Linked DNA regions of Gasterosteus aculeatus: region 1 is linked to region 2. The links are chromatin contacts, called in public Hi-C maps. All regions are on one chromosome and are shown on one strand. Each heading gives the region's core, a stretch centred on a gene start, on an enhancer-like site or on the middle of the called end of the contact. The rest is flanking DNA. Distances are from core to core; before and after follow the strand shown.

Region 1 (6,379 bases), core at 1,751-4,250, 33 kb after region 2:
TCCCTTCTGCTTTCCCACTCGGCCAGTTGTTTGAAACTCACTTTTCTGTGCTCTCAGACTGCGTGACCCCCTCGTGTGTGCCGGTGAAGCCCTTTGATGAGCTGAGCAAACACCAACCTACGGTGGAGGTGGAGGAGTTTGTCCAGGACACCACCAAGTTCACGCAGCCCCACCGCGTCTACAGAAACCACATCTACGTCTATCCGAAACACCTCAAATATGACAGCCAGAAGAGCTTCGCCAAGGTATGGCATGGTATTTTTTATTAGGATTTTACAGTAGCCTCTTGTTTTTTTCCATGCTGTACTTTCGTTTCTCACAGTGTTTCATTTGTGTGCAATAATTAAGTTCATTTTGTTCCCAGGCTCGTAACCTTTCCGTCTATGTGGAGTTCCGCAGCTCGGACGAAGAAGTTGCCAAACCTTTAAAGGTAGAAAGCTGTACAAAAACATGCTGATGTGACATTTATTCGGTTTTTATGTGACTCCCTTTTTCTCCCGTTAAACTGTCAATCATTAGAAACCTGCTGAGCAAGTCTTCTTCTGTTTCTGACGTTTTTCCAGTGCATCTACGGCAAGCCGGGAGGTCCAGTTCTCACCACAACAGCCTGTTCCACGGTCCTGCATCACTCCCAAAACCCAGACTTCTATGATGAGGTAGATTGCTTGGGACAATCGTAATGATAATAGAAGTAGAACCTGAGATTGGAAACAATGTTTTCATGGAAAACTGCAGCATCCCTTGCATGTCCTCATACATTACCTTCTGTTGTGTCCCCAGGTGAAGATTGAGCTTCCTACTCAACTCCATGAAAAGCACCACCTTCTTTTCTCCTTTTACCACATCACCTGTGACATCAATGCTAAGACGAATGCTAAGAGGAAAGAAGCCCTGGAGACACCAGGTAGTTTGGCGGCAGATCATGAAGCTGAAATAATAGTAAAAACGTATCACGCCCACCGTGCAGCACTGTGTGTTTTGCATCCCTTTCCAGTGGGATTTTCTTGGCTGCCTCTCCTCAAAGAAGGCCGCCTGTCATCCCAGGAGTTCAGCGTCCCCGTCTCCTGCAATCTGCCACCTGGATACCTGTCCATCAAGGAAGCGAGCAGCACCAAGGTGCGAGAGAGAGAGGACAGATGCTGGCTGTATGAATATTGGACATTGTGAAGGATAATTAAGACGTTCTTATCTAGTGTGGACACGGTTTGGTGACATCCTCCATTGCTCCATTTTACAGAACGGAGCAGATACGAAATGGGTCGATGGAGGAAAGTCTATCTTCAAAGTGTCCACCAATGTCGTCTCCACAGTATACACTCAGGTAAAACCACCATCTGGGCCTCTACAGTCTCTCCTCGCTCTCTTGATGCTTTACTGATCCTGTGATGGACTTCCCACATGTCCGAGGTGTGATCTATTGCAGGATCTAAACCGAATGAGAGGTATAGAAAAATGAATGGATTGTTGTTTTCAGCTTCAGCCTCCTTGTTAAAATGAGCTAGAATGTGGACATGGTCTCTCAATGTCTCCGCCTCAAAGGACCGTTTAACCCCAAATGGAGAAGATTGTCCGTTTTCCTGTCCTTAACTGCTCCGTCTGTGTGCTCTGATTGCGTGGAATGGCAAAATGGATTCGATTTCCTGAAAGAGCTTACAGGACTAGTGGATAGTATCAGATCCAGTTACTAAAATGTCCTCCAAGTAGATCTGAAACTCATAATATCTCAATTGCATTCTTTGGCCCGCACCCCCAAATAAAATCAGCGATGGTCATTTTCATTTCATATCATTCTAATCATTGATCTGGGTTATTTTTGGCATACAGGCACATTCTACTTTTATGTAGAAACTAAATGCTGTCTTTATCATGGTTGTTTTGTGTGGAGGGGTGCTTTGATGGGACCAAGGAAAATACTGTCATAGGGGCTGCAGCGAGAACTGTCAGTCTCTCTGAAGCTGTTGTCTTTTCTCACAAACTGTCTACGCGCGGTAAACAATCGGTTCGATCGGCTGAGTTGAGTGAACCTGTATCCGTAGTAACCGGATTAGCTGCGCCCGCAGTCTAAAGCAGCAAGAGAAATACACCCTCATGTCCTACTCTACTCTTTATTCTCATGCATTTGTCAGGAATTGGCCTTGGGTCCTGGTAGAATCTATGTCTTGGTTTCACTTGCAAATTATCAAAGTTGATAAAGGATCTTAGTATTACTTTTGAAAACCAGTTAAAAATAGAATTTAAAGACAATTAAAACATGTGAAGTCATGTTGTCATGACTGCCACAGGAACATTTCAAACAAGCGTTGTAGAAAACTGATCTCAATTCGATGGATATTTATTAAATATACTCCTCCACCATCTTGCTTCTGCAACGAAACTTTCACTACACATACAATAATACATATTGTATTGGCCTCCATAGTAAATCGTCAAAGCAAAACACATCCAAATAAACTTTGTGGTTGTTTTCTGTTCTTTTTGAAACTTTTCAGAAAGAACTGAATTTAAACATGACTTACCAAGGGGGTGAAGTCCACATGTTTGGATCGATTGCTTCTCAAAAAGGAACCAGTCCGATAAGTATCAGTGCAGATGCTTACAGCTTATATAATTATGTTTTCCTCCCTCTGTGCCAGGACCCCCACCTGAACCGATTCTTCCAGCAGTGCCAGAAGAGAGAGCTGGACCTCTCGCTTCCGCCTACCTCCAACTTCCTCAACTGCTTGAAGGTCAGAGAAAAGGCCCCACAAAAATACAAAAGACTTGCCTACTGAACACTGCTCCGTGTCTTAACCAGTGCGACCCTGCTGTACTGTGCTCCAAACATATTGTTTTTGCCCTTTTCATGGTTTAAGTTTCTTCCTGCTGCGCTCTTGTTTTGCTCCGTCCTCCAGGGTCTTCTCAGCATGGAAAAGCTCCCAGTGATCATTCGATTCCTGCCAGTGCTCTTCAACCAGCTGTTCAAGGTTCTGACTCAGAATGACAACGACGAGGTCACGACTGCCACCACAAGGTAGGCCGTGGTACTGCAGCACCATTAACAGCTGGACTCACATCAGGGCGGTGGCGGCTCTGTGGTTGTTTTAAAGCACACGTCAGGGATGTGTTTAAAAACACCAAACCCCATTTTTATATTATAAAATATAGAGAGTATCAAAATATTAAATTCATTTATATTACATTATATTGTTATGTATTTATTATGTTCTATTTATATTATATATATATATATATATATATATATATATATATATATATATATATATATATATATATATATATAATATTTATATTTTATACCAAATATTGAAAATCAGTGAATGAAGAGATAACATGTTAGCATTGGTGACGTTTTGATGATAAAAGCTGTAAAAAATAAAATGCTCTGTTCGCCTGTGTCTGCTGCAGAGTTCTGGTCCACATTGTTGCAAAGTGCCACGAAGAAAACCTGGATCACTACCTGCACTCCTACATCAAGGTAAAATAACACACATATCCACAACACCGTGGTGTGTGTGTGTGTGTGTGTGTGTGTGTGTGTGTGTGTGTTGTCAGAATGACCGTATGATAAATATGATGTTGTAATATGCTGTGGTACTGGAATGTCTGCAGACTATTTCTTTTTGGAGGCTTTATGTCTGTGTTTGTTTGTTTGTGTGTGTGTGTGTGTGTGTGTGTGTGTGTGTGTGTGTGTGTGTGTGTGTGTGTGTGTGTGTGTGTGTGTGTGTGTGTGTGTTTGGGCCAGCAGGAGTGTGGCTAGGGCCTCATGCCCAGAAAGCTGTGCAAACACAAACAGAGAAGTAGAGAGAGATGAAGAAGTCAAAGAATGAGTGATTTGAGTCGGAGGCAAACTAGGAACTCTTTCCCGCTCAATCAGACACACGAGGTGTGTTTGTTTAACGGGGGGGAGATAAGATAAAAACAGGAAAGAGACCAGACCTGTTTCATGTTGGCCACAGTGAATGGAAACTGCTGCGCTTGAATAGGCAGTGTCATAGACGAATGGTGGGAGGGTAAGAGGAGAGGACTAGCGAAGGCTTATGGAACCGGGGTTGCCATAGTAACGGATTGGCATGATGTTCGGTAGTAGTGGTGCCCAATTTGAACTGCTGAGTGAGTGTGTGTGTGTGTGTGTGTGTGTGCGTGAATATATTTGTGTTCAATGAGAGGGAGAGAAAAGAGGGGATCAATTCAATGTAGCATGAATTGAATACCATATGAATCAAACCTTTTGATTTTCATATAATTAGCCAAATGGAAAATATTTTATTTGCCTTATTTCAGGTTTCTGTCCACTGTAAGTGTCTTTGTCTTCATGCATTTACACTGATTTTGAATGTGCGCGTTATTACATAATAGAGCCGAATCAATGAATGTATGAAGTAGTATTTTGATATCGGTTTACATCATTTTAGAGCATGATGTTTAAATGTCTTGTCATAAAGCTCATTTGGCAGCAACATAAGACATTTGAGAACCGCACATTATCCAATCATTGGGATATTGATTTGAAAAGTAATTTTGAGGACCATCAAATATGCCAATTAAGTTTATTCCAAATATTAATAATTAGAATCATTGTAGCTCTAATTAGTACTATGGACTGCAACACACTTGGGATCTGCGTAAACTGTCTGTTCCATTGAACTCTGCTGTCCTGTCCTTCTCTCCCCTCATGTCCTGTTATTGCTCAACATTTGCTTCCCAGTAAAGGGAGAAAACAATTGTAACAGGAGTGTGTTTTGGGACTAATTTCCCCTCCTCCGTGTGTGTAGTATGTATTCAGGACGGAGGCCCACGGCTTCAGGACAGTTCACGAGGAACTGGCTAAGGGCATGACCTTTGACCTGAAGAGCAATGAGCAGACAGCAGTCAAGAATATCCTCAAGGTTTGTCTCTCTCCTCCTCATCATGTGTGAATCCCCTGTTTTCATGCTTGAGCTGATTAGACGGAAAATATTGGCGCCCGACTGACCTTCCTTTGTATTCTCCTGGTTTCAGTTCTCCTGGTTCTTCTTCGAACTGATTGTCAAATCCATGGCCCAAAATTTGCTTGACTCCGACAAGGTGAAGGTGAGTTTGCACACTCTTGCTCATACTTTTGGCCCGCGGGGGTCCCTCATTGTGTTTATTGGTTTATTATAGTTCCTTAGCATCTGTATATTCTATCCTTGGACAAAGGGCAGGATTTTGCAATGATGACTCTTTGCTCCCACAGCTACCGAGGCCCCAGCGTTTCCCCTCATCCTACCTGAGCCGCGTGGAGACCCTGGTGGAGACGGTGTCCGAACACATCTTCTGGAAAAACAAAGAACTGGCAGAAGAGACGCGCAATGCCAACTTAGCCGTTGCAGCTTTTGTCAAGGTGGGAGCTAAATGTGTTACCTCGTGGATTTAAATGCAAAACGATCAAGTAAAGTATGAGCACATGTGAACAAACTGTGCGTACTCTGTAGTGCTCGATAAAAACGGCATAAACAGACTGCAAATGAAGATGGTTTCCATTTACGGATGTTACCTCTTGAATTAACCATTTGTGTTAACTGGTCTGGCTGCCAGTGTCTTTATTAGTCGATTTGATCTGTACGTCTCTCCGCAGCGTTGCTTTACTCTCATGGACCGAGGCTTCACATTCAAGCTGATTAGCAACTACATTAACATGATCACTGCTGCTGACAGCAAGGTAAAAAAAAACATTTAGCAGGAATTAAATACAGGGAACTAGCAAGTACACACGTATACACAATGCATTCAAATATTTTTTTGTCGTGTGATAGGTCTTGTGTGAGCGGAAATTTGAATTTCTGAGAGAAGTGTGTAACCACGAGCACTACATTCCTCTCAGCCTGCCGCTACCCTCCGCTCGCATCACAGGTAAGCGCTTGAGTCGTACCCGGTGGTCCAGGTGAACCATTGTTAATGTGGTAACCATCACACATCGAGTAGCTCTCACTCTCATTTGTCTATTAACACTCTGTCTCTCTCTCTCTTCCTGTCAAATCATCTAACTATTTGTCCATGTCAGACCATGCATCTCCAGAGCCACAAAGTACTCATGGTAAATATGTTCACGCATTCCTATGTAGTGTTGCTCGTGCTGCAGTGGTATGACGATAATGAAATGAACGGAAATTTGGGTTGTCGCATCATCTGCTCAAACTAACCAGATTTTTAATTCAGAAGCGGATTACTAACCTCCCCGACGGAAAGCAAACATTGACCCCAGCGTTACTTAAATCACATGCAGCCCAGTTACCTTTCCATTTACAACGTGAATCCATCATGCTGTCTCTCCTCAGTGTCAGTGCCCGAGTACAACCTGACGGGGGAGTTCTGCAGGAAGCACTTCCTGACGGGCCTGTTGCTACGGGAACTGGGGCTG
Region 2 (6,622 bases), core at 3,209-5,708:
ATCAATTGGTTGATTCAGTTAGGAAATAATTGTTATTTTGAAAACAAAAACGCCAAACTAGTCCGGTGCCAGCTAATTAAACTTTTTGATCAATGCTTTTCTTCGTCTTATGTGAATGTAAATTGTTTTGGACTTGATGATAATACCTTCAACTTGGGGACTTTGCAATCAGAATTTCTGACGGTTATCAGTTAGTTAACAAAATAAATGTCATAAATGTAAGAAAAGCCTTCAATTTTAAAACACTATTTGTTCAAACGGTTTACTCATGATTTTTTCAACCAAATGAGGCAAAACATTTTCAAAACAATTATGTAAATCAGGAAGGAGATAAACAGAACCAGGGATTTGATGAGACATTTTGGATATTACCCAAAACGTCCACTACAAAATCAGTATTTCAGTCATTCCTTTGCCTCCAAATACACTGAATGCTCCAACAACTGAAGTATTTCTGCACCACATGTTTTACTATTAGCCAACAAACACATCACCGATAGCAATTCACCCATTACTTTATTTGCATTTGGTTACTACTTTGCAAAACTCAAAGTATGACCGTATGGGGATTAAATGTGCTACCTTGAGTTGACAGAAAGCTCAAGGAAAGATTCATGGTGCACGTGTGAGCAGTTAATGAAACACAGTTCATTTGGATGGATAAAATGAAGTTAGTTGTTGAATCAGCTCCAGACTTTGTTTCAAGAAAGTATCCCACACTACAGCTTTACCCCTCTGAGGTTTAGCCTTTGCAAAAGGGGTTGCAGTTCACATCTCCTGACTCAACTGCCTGATGTGTTTTAGAATTAAAGATATATATCTTCAAATGGGGAGTTTCCCCCTTGACATCACTTGCCCTCCGCAGATGGAGAGCCGTGATGTTCAAACCCCCGAGAAATTCCATTTGTAATTTTCATATGTTCTGTTTTCTTTTTCCTCCATTTTTGCCTCCGCAGCTCCTTTTTATGATCCCTGCACTTCGCCTCTCCATTCAAGTCTCTCTGTGGCTGTATATCCACCATCAGCTTGTCCTCTGCTGCCAAAAGCCCTCATTCCCCATGCTCTCTCCATCTTAGACAAGTCTGCTCTCTAACTCTCCTACACATCGTGTCCACATCTCTTAAAGATTCTGACACAGACACACACACAGCACACGTGCAGGTTCCAGGGCTACACACACACACACCATTCTTTTCCTTCCCATTGGGGACCCTATTGCAGATGAACACACACTCATTTTGTGATAGCTCCTTGCAGCGGAAATTAGAATTAGACACTTGGGCAAAGCCTGGCCTGCAGAAATGTGACCCGCTGCTCTCCCCGAATACTTTCAAATGGTCGTTACTCTTTTCTCTGTCCTCAAGATGGTCCTGGATAGAGAGAACCTGTGGAAGCTCGAGTGTGCTATCTTGTTATTGAATCTGAGGACTTGACAAGAAAAATAGGCTGCCAAAAGCTGCACCGTGTCCAGAAGAGGTTTCGGCGTTTCACCAACTCTCCTCACTCCCTTTTCTCGGTATTGGCCTCTCTATATTTTTTCTAATCCTGCTTTTCCCGTTCACCTCTCAGTTTACCTGTTCTGTCAGCCACGCAGGACTGAGACTGGGACAGAACTCCCAAAGCGTTTGGAACTGGCTGGCTGGCGCATTATCAGATGAATTCATCATTTACAAGTAGACCAGCACTTATTTCTTTACTACTTCATTTTTTCTTTTTACATTGCTGCTCTTTTGCCTTCATCCCCTCTTATGCATGCACCCCTCCCCGTATGGCTGCCTCTGTCTGCAGCTCCGAGGTGAGCCCAGATGACTGTCAGGCCGCACGAGATTTTGTCACGCGTCCAAATAGCGTTTTTGCATTCTGTGGACGCACTGGTTGCACATTCTATTAAGCAGGACTGACACGCCCGCGGCTCTGCAACATTACTCAAGTTGAATGGTCAAATCGCTCAGCATGTTCCACCTGGAAACACTAATCACGTTTACGTATTGATTATCTGTTAGACGGGCGAGCGCCAGCCAAGGCCATCACACCCATACGTACTTAGAAATACAAGAAGATATGCACATGTGGATGGAATCGTTGAAGCTCGCTAGCTTAGCCCCGTTAGCTCTTACAGCACTTTGGTCCCGTCCTCACAGTAAAGCTTCACACAAACTTCAACTTTGAATAAACCCTCCTGGATATACCAGTAGTTAGGCACCCAGCCAACAAGTCACATAAGACAACTTTGGAGCTGTCTGATGGCATATTGAGCCTCTCTTGGCAGAAGCTGTGCAGCGCTCCTTAGCGTCCATGCTACATTGAGGTTTAGGTTAGGTTACGGTAACGCATCACAGAGAGGAGTGGTTCATGTCAATTAAATAAAAGTATTGTAACTGAATTTGAAAATGTAATCCTTAACTACTGGTTTTGGAGGAACTTATCAGCACTCAACATTGGATTCAACCCAGTGTAAAACATTATTACACAGGAACTTGGCACATGCTCACAAGGCAGTTTTATATTATTCCTCGGAATCCTTGTCGTCTTGTCTGGAGAAAACTTTGGACCCACAAATTTTTGGTTACACATGGTTGTTTTATAGCGTGTGGAGTTGATCAAACAAAGGTCATTGGAAAGGAGAAGTGAGTAGTAACTGGCGGCAGATTGCAACTAACTGAAACGCGTCCCGTGTGTGTGCTGAGCATGTAAGAGAACCACAGCGGCCTTTGTTTCTGGGCAACTGAAACATGGTGGCCGGCTCCATGAAGAGGACACACTCCCTGTGTCAATATAAGCACATATTATTATCATTATATTTGCATCTACTACAGATGGCATCAGTGGTATGGTAGAATAAAGTTATGTGTTCCCAAAGTCTTCATTGTGAACCAATGTAAAATGTAATCTTTTTGTTGATGTTCCACAGATTGTGTGTGATACATAAGTGTATCATACATTGTTCATTAATATCATGCCAAGGCCATGCCTGGTGTGTTGCTCCCATCTAGAGGTCATATTTGGTATAATCATTTTATTAGGTACACCCACATGAAAAGAGTCCTGCAATAGAGTCAAACTCCATTCATCTCACAAAGTTTTACCGAGTTGATTTAACATGAGCTTCATTTTGAAGTCGACAGTTTGTGATGCTGTTGGGGTTTGTTGTGGTGTCTTCAATATATTGTCCCCATTCACATAAAAAAGGATACACACGTTAATGGAAACAACTCTCAGTATACAGTGTCAGGAGCACAAACTGCAGCCTCCAAAATTACCCTCACATTCAATCAACTCCCCACTAAAGCATACTATACATTACAACCTTCGTGAAGGTATCAGTTGTTGCAGGAGTGTTGCATGTAACTACATTAAAGTAGTTTAGCTAATAAAGTGGAAACTGAGTGTATATTTTCCCTGGATTTGATCAGCATGCAGGTTTTAAAATACAAGATTATCCACGCTCATCCACACTACTTGCTTCCTTAAAGTAAGATAAATATGCTGCCTGGTTGGCCTGTGTATTAGAACAGATGTTATCAATTACAGCCTAAAACTATTTAACCTGATCATATAGCACAGCTTAAACAAAACAAAAAAAGATTGAAAACTACTTTTAGCAGACTCAAATTTCATATATCACAAGCATTCAACGGTAACTTAATAACAATTAAACACTAAATTGGAGAGAAAGCGGGGACTTTCTCTGCTCACTGTAACAGCGTTGTTCTGATATTTTTTTCTTGTCTCCTGTCTTCATTATAACCAACCAATGACCAACCAAACCACAGACACACTCAAAAATGGACATTAACCATCGTTCGTTGTCGTTTCACAAACAACGTTTGTTCATGTTACCTCTCCTGAGTATTAACCGATTACACTTGACTCTTCTCGACTGTAATAGTGCAATACCACCTTTGACCACGCAACAGACCCTCGATCCCAGGGGGGCGCTGTTTCACTCTATCGAGGAAATGACTTAGTTGCAATAACCACGTATTGACGCCACGTGTCGCTGTTGGCCTGTGCTTTTTTACCTCGTCTTATCTACAGTGCAGCTCCCTTACAGACAGTCCATGCCTACTCCCTCCTTCCTTCATCGTGACTGGACTGATGATAAGTAGTTGACATTTCAGATATTTCCCTGAGAAGCATTGAGTATTATATACAGGCTCAAACACCGGTCACATCCGTGATATCAGTTTCAACTGTTGGGTTACCGTGGCATTCCTACCCATTAACACTCTAAACTAACATCTTATTTGTGCATAATGGTAATGGAAATTCAGCAACAACGTAAAATGTATCTTTTCACATGTGACGTTCGCGTAAAGTAAGGGTAAGAATAACTACAATTTAATTACTGAAGCCCTCCAAATAAATGCATTCTTAGCAGTGGCGCAATCATACTTTACGGGTTTGACAAAGGTGTTTTATTTCGAAAGTTAAGACCGGAAACACCGTCTTTGACTCTGGTCTAGCTTGACGTGCATTTTCGCCGCACAGGCATCATCTGCATTACGCGCGCCGGCGTGTGCGGACTCAGCGTGTGTGTCAAACACGGCTCGCCTCGGCTCGGCTCGGCTCTGCTCGGCCCACGTTAGCAGGACAGGCGCGCAGGGCGGGGCCCAGGTGGGTCTGACTGACTGCAGCACACACCCCTCAGGGCTGAATTGGGCTCCGTGACCGCTCCGATGAGGACATGGCAGCCGAATCGACCCGGAGATTCACCAAGAACCTGCTGAAACCGGGGACCGCGGCGGAGATCCGCCAGACGGCGTCCAACGCGGTCAGACACGCTGCGGTGACGGTGAGTGGTACCCGGGTGGATTGTGGAAACATGGTGGGGTGTGTGGGGGGAAAAAAAAGAAAGAAAAAACGCATCACACACACCTGTGGGCCCAAGGTTTCTTTTTTGGTTTGAGCGCCTTTGGCCGCTAAAAGCTTTGCGTCTGGATGTGAATTCGATCTGCACCACTGCGCCGTGTTCAAATCTGGCAAATTGGCATTCATGCTGCATCTTTCTTTTGCGGCTGATGTGCACGAGCGGCACTGTACAGCGCAGCTGCTCAGCATCTGGCCATTGATCCTGCGAGGGGAAACGAATCGGTGCTCAAAAAGGTGCACAAATTGCCCAACCTGGAGTTTATTTCAGTGCGTGTGTGTCTCCTGTGAATGAAATGCAGTAAATAGCGGGATAGTGGGATGCGGCATGACACGGGCAGCGGTTTGCATCTGCCCAGCGGCGCAGGGAACCGCGGAGGGAGGAACAGAGGGCCGATCAATTCGACCTCTGGATTAATTCATGACTATTTCTACTATCGGGCCGTATTAATGTCACGAGAAGTGCTTGTGGGATGTTTGATTCAGTGGGTGTGTCGCTGCCTCACAATGAGAGGCTGTGATTGACATTAAGATAACGGGAGGAGGGGTGCAGGAAAAAACATCCACTAGCACGTACGCATGCACACGCACGCACGCACACACCAACACACATCTACTCATTCAAGGAGAAGGTGCTTTCATGATGTCCTTTTGATTCATCTGGCTGAGGACAAATCCTCCACCTCACGTTTGGCGTGCGTGTCTGTGTGCGTGTGTGTGGCCACGCTGATTAGCATAGAGAAAGGTCACTCCACTTCAGACTACTGCCACTCTGCATCCTCTCCACTCGGGTGTTAGTGTGTCAGTGGGACACACGCGTACCAGCACAGTGAGAATTGATTGGAATAAAAAGAGAAAATCTAATATCACCGGTGTGCGTGCAGAACGAATGGAATGGAGACATCGCCTTTTTGCACGAGCGGCCAGATGTTCCCACCGGCAACAGTGTCAGTTGAACAGAATTGAATAGAATAACATGTATTTGCTGTACACCAGGACGCTGCTTATTTATTTTTCATCGGATGAATCGATGGACTGGTAAGTGTTGGTATCATTTGGTGCCAGTGAGCTTTCCCGCCATGCCTAAAAGCGCTGCAGTCGAAGTCGCACAGTGGCTTTTGAGCAAAGACAGTTGAGGGAGTTCCGCTCATTTAGACATTAACTATATAACTGTCAGTCAATATGTTTTTATTCTTTATGAAAGCCCACATTTATTTGCATCACTAATAGATATGTGGCATTGCCCACAATGGCCTCAACGGTATAAATATCACAGTTTAAACAGTTTGACGGAGTTTCCAAGGGTTAACAGGTTTGTACAATCCCCGGCTGTTAGATGATCATATCGCCTGCCCCCACAGGAAACACAATTTACCCTGAATACAAGATCTGTTCCTGTAAAGCATTTGGCGTTGTTTTTTGAAAAAAGTGAACTTAAATAGAAACCGTGACTCGTACTTCACCCACATGTGTAAAGACCCATGCAAATCAGTTTCAATTCCCTCATATATCTTGATAAAGATATAACAATCCATAAGTCATTACTCAAAGTCATTGAATGTACAGACATACGAGCTGGATCGCTGGTGAGGGTGAGAAGAGTAAACGTGTGTGTAAGCTATGCACGGGTTTGGGTTAAGTGGGTGTGTAAATGTCCATTTCTGCGAGTGTGTTAATGCACATCCTGTTGTTGGTGAAAGAAACCAGGTCAGCAGAATCAGGCCCTATGGCAGAACATTTATTGAAGCGCAAG

What was found. A called contact is a pair of places that touch in the nucleus more often than the background predicts.
Region 1: a contact with region 2 is called in a Hi-C map of whole body, with 3 times the contacts expected there. The contact joins the enhancer-like site here to the promoter of dock10 in region 2. A contact is called at or near these places in 3 of 6 Hi-C or Micro-C datasets (skeletal muscle and whole body).

What each region holds. Positions count from the first base shown.
Region 1 is chr1:9,819,036-9,825,414 of fGasAcu3.hap1.1, forward strand. dock10 (dedicator of cytokinesis 10) reads left to right here. Exons shown (of 56, transcript XM_078104671.1): 17 at 58-245; 18 at 365-430; 19 at 564-656; 20 at 781-904; 21 at 995-1,116; 22 at 1,238-1,321; 23 at 2,634-2,726; 24 at 2,892-3,010; 25 at 3,406-3,475; 26 at 4,773-4,886; 27 at 4,999-5,070; 28 at 5,216-5,362; 29 at 5,597-5,680; 30 at 5,775-5,871; 1 more. Among protein-coding and RNA genes, the nearest start is that of LOC144409496, 19 kb to the right of the region's middle. Within about 2 kb of position 3,001, at least 6 of the 9 cell types and tissues checked have open chromatin away from gene starts, as enhancers often do.
Region 2 is chr1:9,784,534-9,791,155 of fGasAcu3.hap1.1, forward strand. dock10 (dedicator of cytokinesis 10) reads left to right here and starts at 4,459. Exons shown (of 56, transcript XM_078104671.1): 1 at 4,459-4,795. The coding sequence starts at 4,688.